2 separate regions of the Zea mays genome follow, and region 2 is linked to region 1. The links are chromatin contacts, called in public Hi-C maps. All regions are on one chromosome and are shown on one strand. Each heading gives the region's core, a stretch centred on a gene start, on an enhancer-like site or on the middle of the called end of the contact. The rest is flanking DNA. Distances are from core to core; before and after follow the strand shown. Region 1 holds the start of LOC100285158. Region 2 holds the start of LOC103638664 (protein FAR1-RELATED SEQUENCE 5).

Region 1 (6,660 bases), core at 1,262-3,761:
TGGCTTGGCTGGCTGGGGTCACTTCCTGGGCCAAGCTGGGAGGGTTTTAATTTTGGCCCAAGCACTGTAGATGTTCTTTTTCTTTTCATTTCTTTTTTCTTGTTTTCATTTATTTCTTAGTTTGTTTTCTATTCAAATTCCAGATTCAAATCCTAGTTTAAAATTTCAATATAAACGCTCAAACAAAAACCCAGCATGTATGCAAAGTTTAATATATACTACCTATTTTATTCATTTATTTGGGTAGATGTTTTATACTAAATAAAAAATAGGTCACAGTATTAACTAATTATGGATCCTCTCGTACCATCAAATTGGATAATAAGTTCTAACCATATTTAAAATCTAATGTTTTTTAAATCCAAAGAGAATATTTCTAAGTATAAAATTCACTAAAAGATATCTTTTTATAGATTACTTCAACAAAGAGATGACTAAGTTCACGTAGGGATCCTTTTTACTCAACCTTTTATTAGAAACATTTTAAATTTGGGAGAAATGACTTCACATGTGAGGAATCCATGTTAAGAGACAGTTTAAATTCTTAATCTCTTGGAGAAGAATTCTATAAATTACAAAGTAGGATTTTAGGTGTTACAGTTGGCTAGTTAAACTATATTTTTTAATTGTATTTGGTGAAGCTATGCCAAGCCATCATTAAATTTCATAGTCATACAGGTAATTCTAAACTATATATTTTTTAATTGTATTTGGTGAAGCTATGCCAAACCATGATTAAATGTCATAGAGTCATACAGGTAATGCTGTCTCGATTCATCTTGTACTGCCAACGAGAGGAAAATCACCGCCAACTGCGGCAGGTGCGCCATCGAAGAACGGCATTGTCCTCTGCCGTAGCTGCAGCACCTCGGCCTTTGCCGTCGTCACGTCAAACCCGTCCTCCGCCTCACCGTCCACTGGCAGGCCCTGCTTGAGCCGCCCGAGCTGGCGGGCGTGGAGCACTTGTTCCGCCACAACGGGCAGGCGCACCGCCTCGTACTCTGCCAGCGCGCGCGCAGGCGTCGGCTCTGAGTTCCAGTTCGCCAAGCACTGCCCGAGCGTGCACGCGTCCATGACCGACATGTTGGTGCTCCGCAACCCGTGCGGAGTCGTCGGGTGCGCCGCGTCGCCGACCAGTACCACGCGGCCGCCCGTCCACGACAACCGCCGCAGCGGGTCTGCGTCGTAGATCACGTTTACGAACGGCGCCGCGGTCTCCCTGACCAGACGCGCCAGCTCGGGGCACCAGACGCGCTCCGCCTCGTTCCGCATTCGTCCCACCATGGCGTCAGTCGCCTCCATGGTCACCGAGTTCCCCTGAACATCGAGCATAATCATCAGTACCTCGTGCGAGCAGCATCTAGCACGTCAACGACGCGGTGAGGGGACGGCCATTACCGCGAGCTCCGGTTCTGGGCCGTTGATGTACCAGAGCCAGTTGAGCCTGCTCCTGGGCAGCTCGTAGAGCACGGCGTGGGTCTTGTAAGCAAGGTCGAAGTAGAGGCAGTTGCCGAGCTCCGGGTAGGCTCTTCGGATGCTGGTCATGGTGTCAGAGCTCTCTTTCCCGCTGAAATCAAACACGCCTCGCCACGCGCAGTACCCGGAGTACCTGTCCCGACCACGGTGACTCGCCGGGTAAGAAATGGGTCACTATGGACCAAATCATCGAACCAAACGCGCAGGCAGCTGAACCTGAGCTTGAGGTCTGGCAAGAAGCTGCGACGGACAGACGACGTGGAGCCGTCCGCGGCGATGAGCAGGTCCCCCGTGGCCTCAACCGTCCCTCCCGTCCGCAGCACGCGGGCCGTCGCGACGACCCCGCGTGTGTCGTCCGGCGCCTCGAACGACAAGAACTGGTGCCCCCACAGCACGGTCACCGCGGGCGGCAGCTCCTCGTGCAGCCGCCGGTGCAGGTCGCCCCAGTGAGCCGCGCGGAATTTGAAGTCTTCGTCCCTCGCCAGCGTCCGCGCCGCCTTCGTCGCGCTGTCCGTGGCTATGTTCTGTAGCCTTGAACGGTCAACTCGCAACTTCCAATGGATCTCACCTCAACGCGAGCGCGGGCGATCCGGAGAGGACGGGGAAACTTACCAGATCGACGGCGAGCGGCAGCGTGACCGCGTCGATTCCCCACCCCGGGATCCAGCGCGAGATAATCTCCATAGACTGCGCGTCGAGGCCCAGTCCGGCGCCCGTGCCGCTCCCCGCCGCCGGCGCTGCCGCCTTCTCCAGCACAACCACCTCCCATCCCGCGCCAGCCACGGCGTGAGCGCACGCTAGCCCAGCAACGCTCCCTCCCACCACAACAGCCACCTTCTTTCCCATCTAGCCAATTGCCCCACAAGGCCACAGGTCCACAACCATCCGCGTCGCTCTCCCGTTTCTATACGTACGGCCCCCCAAAAGATTCCACCTTGGCGCCTCCTACCCACAGGGCCACATGTCCCACGATGGCGACGGCGTGCCACCAGGCCATGCCGCTGCGCGACTGCAACGTACTGATGAGGACCCTGGCCAGGCGCGGCAGTTTCTCATGCGTCATGGCAGTTTACTACGATCTCCGCGCGCGGCCTCGTCGCAGACAGCTACACCTGCCCGTTCGTGCTCAGGGCAATCGGCGTGATGAAGCTGTCTGTCGAGGGGCGCAAGGTGCGTGCGTGCGGCCGCAGTGAAGACCGGGTTCGGCTGGGATGCATACACCGTAAGGCCTTGTTCGTTTGCGTTGGATTGCACCCGGAATCGTTCCAGCTAATCAAAGTTTATATAAATTAGAGAAGTAATCCGGTTAGGAATAGTTCCGACCCACCAATCCGACACAAACGAACAAGGCCTAAGTTTTCTGATGGAGATGTACAAGATGCTGGGCCGTGCGGATTTCGCAAGAAAGTTGTTCGACGAGATGGCGAAAAGATTCATGTGATGATTTTAGCGGATCTGTGTCCTAATTTAGCAATCCGAGAGCCTTAATTAACAGAGAATGGGTTAAGCCTTCCTAATCTATGAACATAAACAAAGAGAGAGAGGCGTACCGTCTGCCTTTGATTAAGGAAAAAGGTTGGTGAGGTGTGTAGTGTCCTAGGATTCTTCTGAATCTTGTAGTGGTGGAGGTGGATCTTGGCGCGTTAGAGGAGGAGCGTGGTTGCCGGTGTCTTGGTTCTCATGTGGAAGAGGCTCGGATCCTGGGCCGTTGTTGTCCGACGCTATAGATCACAACTCTTCCAATCACTACGAAGCCTATGCGATGGGGACCTCTCTAGAATTGTGGATTAGGGTTTTGGTGCTAGTAGTTAGCGTTGGCTAATCATGCCGCCTCCTTAATCCTTCTATATGGTGATGTGTGACCGGAAGCTGCAACCATGGTTAGGGTGGCCTCTCCGATCAAGGGCGCGAGGTTAGGCAGAGTTAGTTAGGTTAAGCTCAATCTGGTCCCTATTGATCGACCGTAGAGGACATATCCAACATTATCCCCTTTGTTTCTCTACATTTCTTATACTTAACTTTTCTGGATCCCACCCTTCGACAAAGTTTACACATCAAGACCAATGAGTAACGAAGATCGATTAAGTGTCGCGTCACTCATTGACTACAACATTGCTCCCCTGCATCGAAATGAGATATCTTTACTAGGTTTCTTTCTATAGCCCCTTTGATTCAAGGTCACATGCTCCACCTTAACCCCATGCCGGCTACGTGTTGTCTAAACACATTGGATGGAAGGCCTTTTGTGAGCGGATCTACTAGCATCTGGGTTCTAATATGTTCAACTTTAATAGTGTGATCCTGGATCTTCTCCTTACCAACATAAAACTTAATGTCAATGAACATGGCAGGGCCACTTGACTTGTTGTTATAGGAGTAGAATATTGTTGACTCATTTTTGTAGTAAATTCTCAGTGGTCTCTCTATGCTATCAACCACTATTAATCTGGGTAAGAATTTCTTCATCCACATTGTCTGCCCAGTGAATATCAAACACCCGCGATTTAGCTCACTACGCAACCTGCAAAAGGAAGGCTTAGCTAGCCCTTTCGATCGAGCTGCGCAGGATGAGGAAAAAGAAAAAAGGGCGACGCCATGCTCCCTCGTCCGTCTTCCTCCGTCCGCTGGCGGCCCGTTCGGTTGAAGATTTTGCTGCTGGGCCGTCTTCTCCACGTCCCTTGCGAGTGGTCGCGCAGGAGTGCGGCCCACTGCTACAGGAGCGCGGCGTGGCTCGGGTTGGACGGAGTCCTTCAGGTACGCTGGTAGGGTTTCCTATTGATTTCCTTGGGTCGCATTCCTTTCCCCATCTTGCTTTGCGTCTCTCTCGCCTTTGGTCGCTTCCGAGTTCGTCGCGTGAAAGTTTCTGCGGAGGGTGGATCTCCTCTCCGTTTCGCCCGCCTTCTCTTGGTGAGGAGTGGCCTCTTCCGGGCCGTTCTGGTGTGTCGGCTCTGATGGATTCGAAAAATCGAAACCCTAACTGGGATCGATGGGGTCCGAAGGAGGCGCCGCAGGGTTCTCAGTCGTGGGGAAAGAATCGGAACCTCAGCTGGCGCTTGAAGTCTGGATCCGGAAAATCTGAGGTCAAAGAGGATATTACCGTTTCCACTCCTGGTGATGCTGTTTTGCCAGGTATCCTCAAAACCCCCCGCCCCCTATTCCAAAATCTGAGAATGAGTTGGTGCGTAGGGTTTTTTGCCAGAAATGTGGTTTAGATGGTCATCATGCTAGGGAGTGCTTTAAGTCTTTGTGGTGCGATATCTGTCGCAAAGAAACCCACAACACTGCTCGGTGTGTTCTTCCCAAACAGAATAAGCCCAGTATGCCGATTGTTGGTATGGCGGCAGATGGGCTAGGGTTTTATTCCTCTCATTTCGCCAAACCCCTATCCAACAAACCTAAACGTAGTTTTATTGGCTTGGTTAAGATAGTTGAGGGTCTGATCACCGCCGATGATCTGGAGAAGGATTTTGGTTTTCACTTTCCTTGGGGCCGCACTTGGAAAGCTACTAAGTGCCATTCTGGTTTTCTCATGCAATTCCCCTCTCAAGAGAGATTGGATGAAATGATTAATTTCCCCGAGTTGAAAATGAAATTGTCTGGAGCCAAAATCTCTGTCTCTTCTTGGAGTTCTCAGGCTAAGCCTAAATCTAAACTGCATTCTGTGTGGATTGTTGCTGAGAATGTGCCAGAAGAGTTACAAAACTATCAGGCCATTTGTGAATTGGGATCCACTATTGGAGCAGTGGAAGAAGTGGATATTAACTCTTTAAACTCTAAAGAAATTGTGAGGTTTAAAGTTCATGTGAAGAGTGTTGCTATGATCCCTCCTATCATTGAAGTTGGTGTCAAACCTTTTTTGTATGACATTTACTTCAAAATTGACAATATTACTGATGAAGGTTGGAATGATGACTCTGTTAATCTGGGCAAGAGGGCTTCGGTTGATAGACAAGGGTTTGGTGAGATCTCTCTTGGCAAAGATGCTAAAAAGGCCAAGAGTGGTGATGAGGACTCTGGCAAGGATATCAAGGGAAAATCTCCCTTAAAAATTTCTTCAGGTAAGGCCAATGTTGCTGGTTCCCTGTCTGAACATTCCGACAGCATGAAAATGGAAAAAGGTTCTGAAGACCCTAAAGGTTACCTTGATAGTCAGGGAAATGAGGATGAGGAATTCAATGATAGTGAGGATGATCTGTTGGATTCACAGGAGTTGGATGAATTCATCAAGGATGATGAATTTATTCCTTCACCCGTCCAAGATAAAAAGAAATTGCATCTGAGCAATGTTGAGGATGCTAGCATGATTGCTGGTGGTAAAAAAGGTGGTCCTATGGAAGGCGTAGCTACGGAAGGAGTGAGAAGGAGCAGCAGATTGGAATCATCTGAGGAAGTGAAAATTGCTGATAAGGCTGCTGCAAGAGCTATGGCTAAAGATGCTTTCATCAATAAAGGTTCGTCCTATAATCCTTTCTCGGTTTTGAATACTGATAATGATGTTTTAATGGAAGTGGCTAGCAAAATAGGTGTTGATTTAGGTTCTTCTTTTAATGATGCAGTTGAAAATTTAAACCTGATTAAATCTTTAGAATTGTCTAGGAAAAATTTAGTGGCCCAATCTGTTAGGAGTAATGGTGATAATTCTAAGGAGGATTGTATTGTTTCTGATGATGATAATAACATGCATAACGATAATCTTGATGATAATTTTTCTGATCTCGAAGATGTTATGATTCTTAGAAAAGGTCGTAAAATTTAGCACAGGAAAAAAACTGTGAGGAAAAAAACAATAGTAACTTGGCTGGTAAAACTCCTAAAAATAGGAAAATACCTATTAAGAGGAAAGGCCAGTCAGATGGCCAGCCCCTTATTTGTTCAGAATGATTGGTGTGATTTGGAATTGTCAGGGGCTCGGTAAAAGTGTGAAAAGTGAGTTCCTTCGTGATATTATCACGAAAGAGAAGGTTAACTTCATTGGTCTTCAAGAAACCAATAAGAAAGATTTTGAAGAATCTTGGCTGAATTTTATTAGTGGTAATAGAATTTTTGTTTGGGTTTGGTCTCCTCCTAATGGTAGGTCTGGTGGTTTGTTGGTTGGTTTTGATTCGGACATGTTTGATGTTAGAGAAAAAGAGTTGGGGGAATTTATGATTCGGTTGTTGGTGATTCATAAAGTTTCAGGTTTTA
Region 2 (6,232 bases), core at 749-3,248, 130 kb before region 1:
TCAAATCTACTTATAAAAGTATTCAGAGAAACTCTTGAACTGAAGTTATTCCTATAAAACTTACTGACTGTTTCTACTCTGTGAGTTAAGGAAAGCTCAGCGAAGAAGAAGCTGGTTAGGTATGCAGGAACCCATTTGTGCCTAATTTCATACAGTGACTGCAGCCAATTATCGTCTCTCAGGCCATACTTGTCAAGAATGGAGCCCCAGAGCATGTCAAAAATAACCGCGGTATCACACCCATTGACACATCTCTTGAGCTCCTCATGTAACCCAGGAAACCTTGTGCGGGCATCAGTCAGTCTCTTCTTGCATCTAGACAAGATGCGCCATCTGCAAAGACGATGGAAACACTGAGGAAATACTTTTGCAACAGCAGCTGCTATTCCCTTACCTTCATCGGTAGTCAAGGAAAATGGCAACCTACTATCCATTGCTGTCAACCACGTCTCAAAAATCCAGCCGTATGAAGATTCCGTCCTGTCCAAAATTAAGGCACAGCCAAAAACAACAGTGTCACCATGGTGATTAACTCCTGTGAAAGCTGCAAAGGGCAGCATGTTCTCATTTTGACTACAAGTAGTGTCAAAGTAAACAGCATCCCCAAAGTACGTGTATGCCATTCTAGCTCTTGCATCAACCCAAACTGCATTGCTCACATAGTTTTTACTGTCAACTTGTATAGAAAAGAAAAAACTAGAATTATCTGATTGCATTTTCTTGAAGTAATTAAAGAGCCCTTGCGCATTCGTATCTCCAAACACGTTCCTTCGCACCTCCTGCAACTGGTTCTCATGTTCCTGAAACTTTCCAGAGAGGCGATGGAGTTGGACCTCCCGTGCCCGGTCTGCACTAACAATAACATGGGTGTGCTCCAGCACCAACTTCGTGATGACCCACCTATCTGGGCCCCTACGCACCACCTCCATCATTGCTGGGCACCCATCCCGTATAGAGAGTCGTTTCCTCTTTTTCTTATTGCTAGGCTCAACTGGCTTCTTCTTCCTGTGATGTCCCTCTTTCAAGCACACAAAACGCTTCATGACGAGCACCTCGACGCCCTTTCTTCGCTCACTACGGGATCGGGCAACACGAATCCCAAACCCAAAGCATAAAGCATATGCATTGTAGAATGCGCGAGCAGCAGCATCAGAGTCGAATTCCATGCCCATACGAGGTTCGTCATTTTTGGCCAATACATCAGCTGCCATCAGCAGCTCATTTCCAATAACAGGTGGCATGGATCCCACCGAGGGATCATCACCATGGATCTGGGAAGCCATCACGCCAGTTCCTTGGTCAATATTCTTAGTGAACGTATTATCCTCAGCGTCGATAAAATCTCCAACCAATCCCTCGTCTTCACTTGAGGAATACTCCATTCAGCAGTTTTCCAAAGCCTCAAATTTCAAGGGGAGATGCAGTCCTCATGCGCAATAAATCACTGCAATAATAAAGGAGCAAACAATGACTACATATTTCAAGTTAAGATTTCGAGTAACACCGCTTGATACAGAGATAACTTGAGAAGATGACGAAATGTCGTGAATGTAGAAGAAAGTGAATCCTAAAGCAAAGTGTCTTGACTTAAATTTAACTAGCTATTTATATCCAGGGGCGGAGCTAGTGAAGGATATGGGTGTACATCCGATAATTCTTTTGCAGAGTAATCGAAATTAGAAGGCATAATAATATATGTATACACTTGCAGTTAGATCAGATCCGATTACAAATAGCCAAAACAGCTTAGGTTAAGCTTTTGGTGCTCGGTTTCGCACAGCAGGAATGGAAAAGAGAGGGGAGGGGGCATACCTGGTGATTGGTGTGAGTGCTCGTTGTAGGAGAAGGGGCTCACGAAGACTTCGGAACCTGGCGTAGGCGGCGACGGCAGCGGAGTCGTCGCCGGGACGATAGTGCACGCAAGGAGAGTGGCAGTCAACGGGGAGCGAACGCACCAGCAGAGAGCAGTCCAGCCTGGTCTCCTGGGTCCTGGCTTTCTGGGACATGGGCCGCTCCCTTATTTCAAATAAAATGCTCTTTTGCAGTTTTTTTTCTTTTTCCCTTTTTAAGTTTTTATTTTTTAAATTTCTATATATCTACTAGTTATGTATCCATACGTTGCAACAAAAGTTAAAAATTATTATAAAACATCAATACGAAACTACAAACATCATTATTATTGTCGGGGACCATAATTAGGGGTACCCTCAAGGCGCCTAATTCTCAGCTGGTAACCCCCATCAGCATAAAGCTGCAAAGGCCTGATGGGCGCGATTAAGGGCATGTTTGTTCACCCCCCAGATTATATAATCTTGATTAAATAATCCTAAGAGGTAAACAAACAGTCCAGCTTATTTGCCCAGATTATATAATCTAACCCTTGATTATGATAATCCATAAGCAAGTGAGGAGGTGCTTATTTCAGATTATTTTTTCTCACTTCCCCACTACCCTTTCAAGTTTCCTAGAAATTACCCACCAATGCCATTATAATCCATCGAATCGTTTTTGCGCATATCCGGCATCCAGCGACCAGCAAATCCAGCATAATTCCTCCTCGACTCCTCCTAACCCTAGCCGCCAGGCTCCAGGTGCCATTGTCTGGTTTGACCTAGTACAAATATAGAGGGCATTCTTGTCTTTCTCATACAAAAGAATCCTATTAACAACTCAAATAATCTGGGAAAACAAACAGGACTACTCAGATTATATAATCCAAATTATATAATCCTCCAAAAATAATCCAGATTATATAATCCATGGGGGTAAACAAACAGGCCCTAAGTCAGGGATCAGTCCACACGAGTGACTCGATCACGCTTCACCCGAGCCTAGCCTCGGCCAAAGGCAGCCGACCTCGAGAGACTTCCGTCTCGCCCGAGGCCCCCTTTTTATGGCGGACACATCACCGGCTCGCCCAAGGCCTTGGCTTCGCTCAGAAGCAACCTTGACTAAATCACCACACCGACTGACCAAATTGCAGGGGCATTTAACGCAAAGGTGGCCTGACACCTCTATCCTGACACGCGCCCCCGGCAGAGCCGAGGTGACCGCCGTCACTCCACCGCTCCACTGGCCAGTCTGACAGAAGGACAGCGCCGCCTGCGCCACTCCGACTGCAGTGCCACTCGACAGAGTGAGTCTGACAGGCAGTCAGGCCTTGCCAAAGGCGCCACGGCGAACTCCGCTCCGCCCGACCCCAGGGCTCGGACTCGGGCTAAGACCCGGAAGACGGCGAACTCCGCTCCGCCCGACCCCAGGGCTCGGACTCGGGCTAAGACCCGGAAGACGGCGAACTCCGCTCCGCCCGACCCCAGGGCTCGGACTCGGGCTAAGACCCGGAAGACGGCGAACTCCGCTCCGCCCGACCCTAGGGCTCGGACTCGGGCTAAGACCCGGAAGACGGCGAACTCCGCTCCGCCCGACCCCAGGGCTCGGACTCGGGCTAAGACCCGGAAGACGGCGAACTCCGCTCCGCCCGACCCCAGGGCCCGGACTCGGGCTAAGACCCGGAAGACGGCGAACTCCGCTCCGCCCGACCCCAGGGCTCGGACTCGGGCTAAGACCCGGAAGACGACGAAACTCCGCCTCGCCCGACCCCAGGGCTCGGACTCCGCCCTGGCCTCGGCCGAACGACTTCCGCCTCGCCCGACCCCTTGGCTCGGGCTCGGCCACGGCAACAGAAGGCAGACTCAACCTCGGCTTCGGAGGAAACCCCACGTCGCCCTGCCTAGGGCACAGACCGCCACGTCAACAGGAGGCGCCATCATCATCCCACCCCGAATCGACTCGGGTCACGGAGAACAAGACCGACGTCTCATCCGGCCAGCTCCGCCAGAGAGGCAATGATGGCGCTCCACAAGCTCCATGACAACGGCGGCCCCCAGCTCTCTTACGGAAGCAGGACAACGTCAGCAGGAACTCGACCGCTCCAACAGCTGTCCCTCCATCAGGCTCCGCCGCACCTCCGACAGCCACGACATCACGCCAGCAGGGTGCCCAGATCTCTCCGGCTGCCACATTGGCATGTACCTAGGGCGCTAGCTCTCCCTCCGCTAGACACGTAGCACTCTGCTACATCCCCATTGTACACCTGGATCCTCTCCTTACGACTATAAAAGGAAGGACCAGGGCCTTCTCAGAGAAGGTTGGCCGCGCGGGACCGAGGACGGGACAGGCGCTCTCTTGGGGCCGCTCGCTTCCCTCACCCGCGTGGACGCTTGTAACCCCCCTACTGCAAGCGCACCTGACCTGGGCGCGGGACGAACACGAAGGCCGCGGGACTTCCACCTCTCTCACGCTCGGCTCCGGCCACCTCGCCTCTCCCCCCTTCGCGCTCGCCCACGCGCTCGACCCATCTGGGCTGGGGCACGCAGCACACTCACTCGTCGGCTTAGGGACCCCCTGTCTCGAAACGCCGACAGTTGGCGCGCCAGGTAGGGGCCTGCTGCGTGCTGACGAACAGCTCCCCGTCAAGCTCCAGATGGGCAGTCTCCAGCGACCTCTCCGGCCCGGGACGGTGCTTCGTTTCGGGACTCTCGAGTTCATGTCCTTCGACGGCAGCTACGACACGACACTTCTTCCACCGCCGCGCGACTACGACAATGGCGGCCGACAACCCGCCCGCCGGCGGCGGAATCGACGACGTCTTCCCCGCGTGATGGAAGAGCAATATTCGGGCTCGCTCCGTTCTCTCCCCCGCCAACGGAGGAGGAGGCGGAGCCGTCAAGGCCAGACGGGAGGCCGCGCTTCGTCGGCCGTCGAGCGAATCGACGCCCCCGACGCCCCGACGGAAGCCACGCCGGACGTCGACCTCGCGTTCGAGACGGAGGAGAGCGCCGTCCCCCCGCGGCACGCTGACCTTGAGCAAGAAGACGACGCCGGCGCGCTCGCGGAAAGCCTGCAGGACGTCGCCCTCGAACCAGGGATGACGGCGCAACCAGTCCCCGGTGTGACTACGTCGCTCCTCGTCGACCAAAAGGTAACGACTAACTCCCATCTTGCGTCATTTCGACTCGGCCTCAACCCGCCAAACGACCTCGTTTTGGCGGGCGCTCTCATTGAGGCGAGTGCAACCCCACTGAGGTTCTGTATGCGGTCGCCTTGGGACCGACTGACGGACGTCTCGACCTGCGGGCCCTCTGGGTCCGAGGAAGATGACGATCCCAGCATCGGTTGGGATTTCTCCGGACTTGGCAGCCCCAGTGCCGTGCGGGACTTCATGACCGCATGTGACTACTGTCTATCCGACTGTTCCGATGGAAGCCGCAGCCTTGGCGACGAGAGCTGCGGCCCAAGCCGCGAATGTTTCCACATCGAGCTAGGGGATCCCACCGAAGGCAACCATCTTGGCATGCCGAAGGATGGTGACCTCCCCAGGCCGGTGCCTCGCGCCGACATCCCACGGGAGCTAGCTGTGGTCCCCGCTCCGGCGGGGGGTTACGACCCACAACTCGAGCAAGTCCGCGAGGCGCAGGCCAGGCTCAACGAGGGAACAGGAGCGCTTGAGCCGATCCGTCGGGACGTCGGACAGGCATGGGTGGGCCAACCCCTGGCCGGAGAAATACGTCATCTGCCCCAAGGTCTCCAGCACCGCGTCGCCAACGATGTCAGGATCAGGCCGCCGCCCGCATCCAGCGGGGTCGGTCAGAACCTGGCAACCGCAGGAATGCTCATCCGCGCGATGCCGGAGCCGTCGACCACCGAGGGTCGGCGAATCCAGGGAGAACTCAAGAATCTCCTGGAAGGCGCTGCGGCCCGGCGGGCCGAGAGCACTGCATCCCGGAGGCAAGGATATCCCTCGGAACCTCATGCCGCGACTTCCCGATTCATGCGGGAAGCCTCGGTCTACACCGGGCGCACGCGCAACACCGCGCCTGCGGCCCCGGGCCACCTCGGCAACGAGCACCATCGACGCGACCGTCGGGCTCACCTCGACGAAAGGGTGCGCCGAGGCTACCACCCCAGGCGTGGGGGGCGCTACGACAGCGGGGAGGATCGGAGTCCCTCGCCCGAACCACCCGGTCCGCAGGCCTTCAGTCGGGCCATCCGACGGGCGCCATTCCCGACCCGGTTCCGACCCCCGACTACTATCACAAAGTACTCGGGGGAAACGAGACCGGAACTGTGGCTCGCGGACTACCGCCTTGCCTGCCAACTGGGTGGAACGGACGACGACAACCTCATCATCCGCAACCTCCCCCTGTTCCTCTCCGACACTGCTCGCGCCTGG

The links. A called contact is a pair of places that touch in the nucleus more often than the background predicts.
Region 2: a Hi-C map of tassel shows a contact between it and region 1, with 4 times the contacts expected there. The contact joins the promoter of LOC103638664 here to the promoter of LOC100285158 in region 1. A contact is called at or near these places in 10 of 25 Hi-C or Micro-C datasets (bundle sheath, ear, endosperm and 3 more).

Annotation. Positions count from the first base shown.
Region 1 is chr9:91,850,319-91,856,978 of Zm-B73-REFERENCE-NAM-5.0, reverse strand. LOC100285158 reads right to left here and starts at 2,511. Exons shown (of 4, transcript NM_001370701.1): 1 at 2,089-2,511; 2 at 1,693-2,000; 3 at 1,399-1,609; 4 at 620-1,317. The coding sequence starts at 2,322. The coding sequence ends at 775.
Region 2 is chr9:91,980,202-91,986,433 of Zm-B73-REFERENCE-NAM-5.0, reverse strand. LOC103638664 (protein FAR1-RELATED SEQUENCE 5) reads right to left here and starts at 1,998. Exons shown (of 2, transcript XM_008661510.2): 1 at 1,813-1,998; 2 at 1-1,444. The coding sequence starts at 1,382.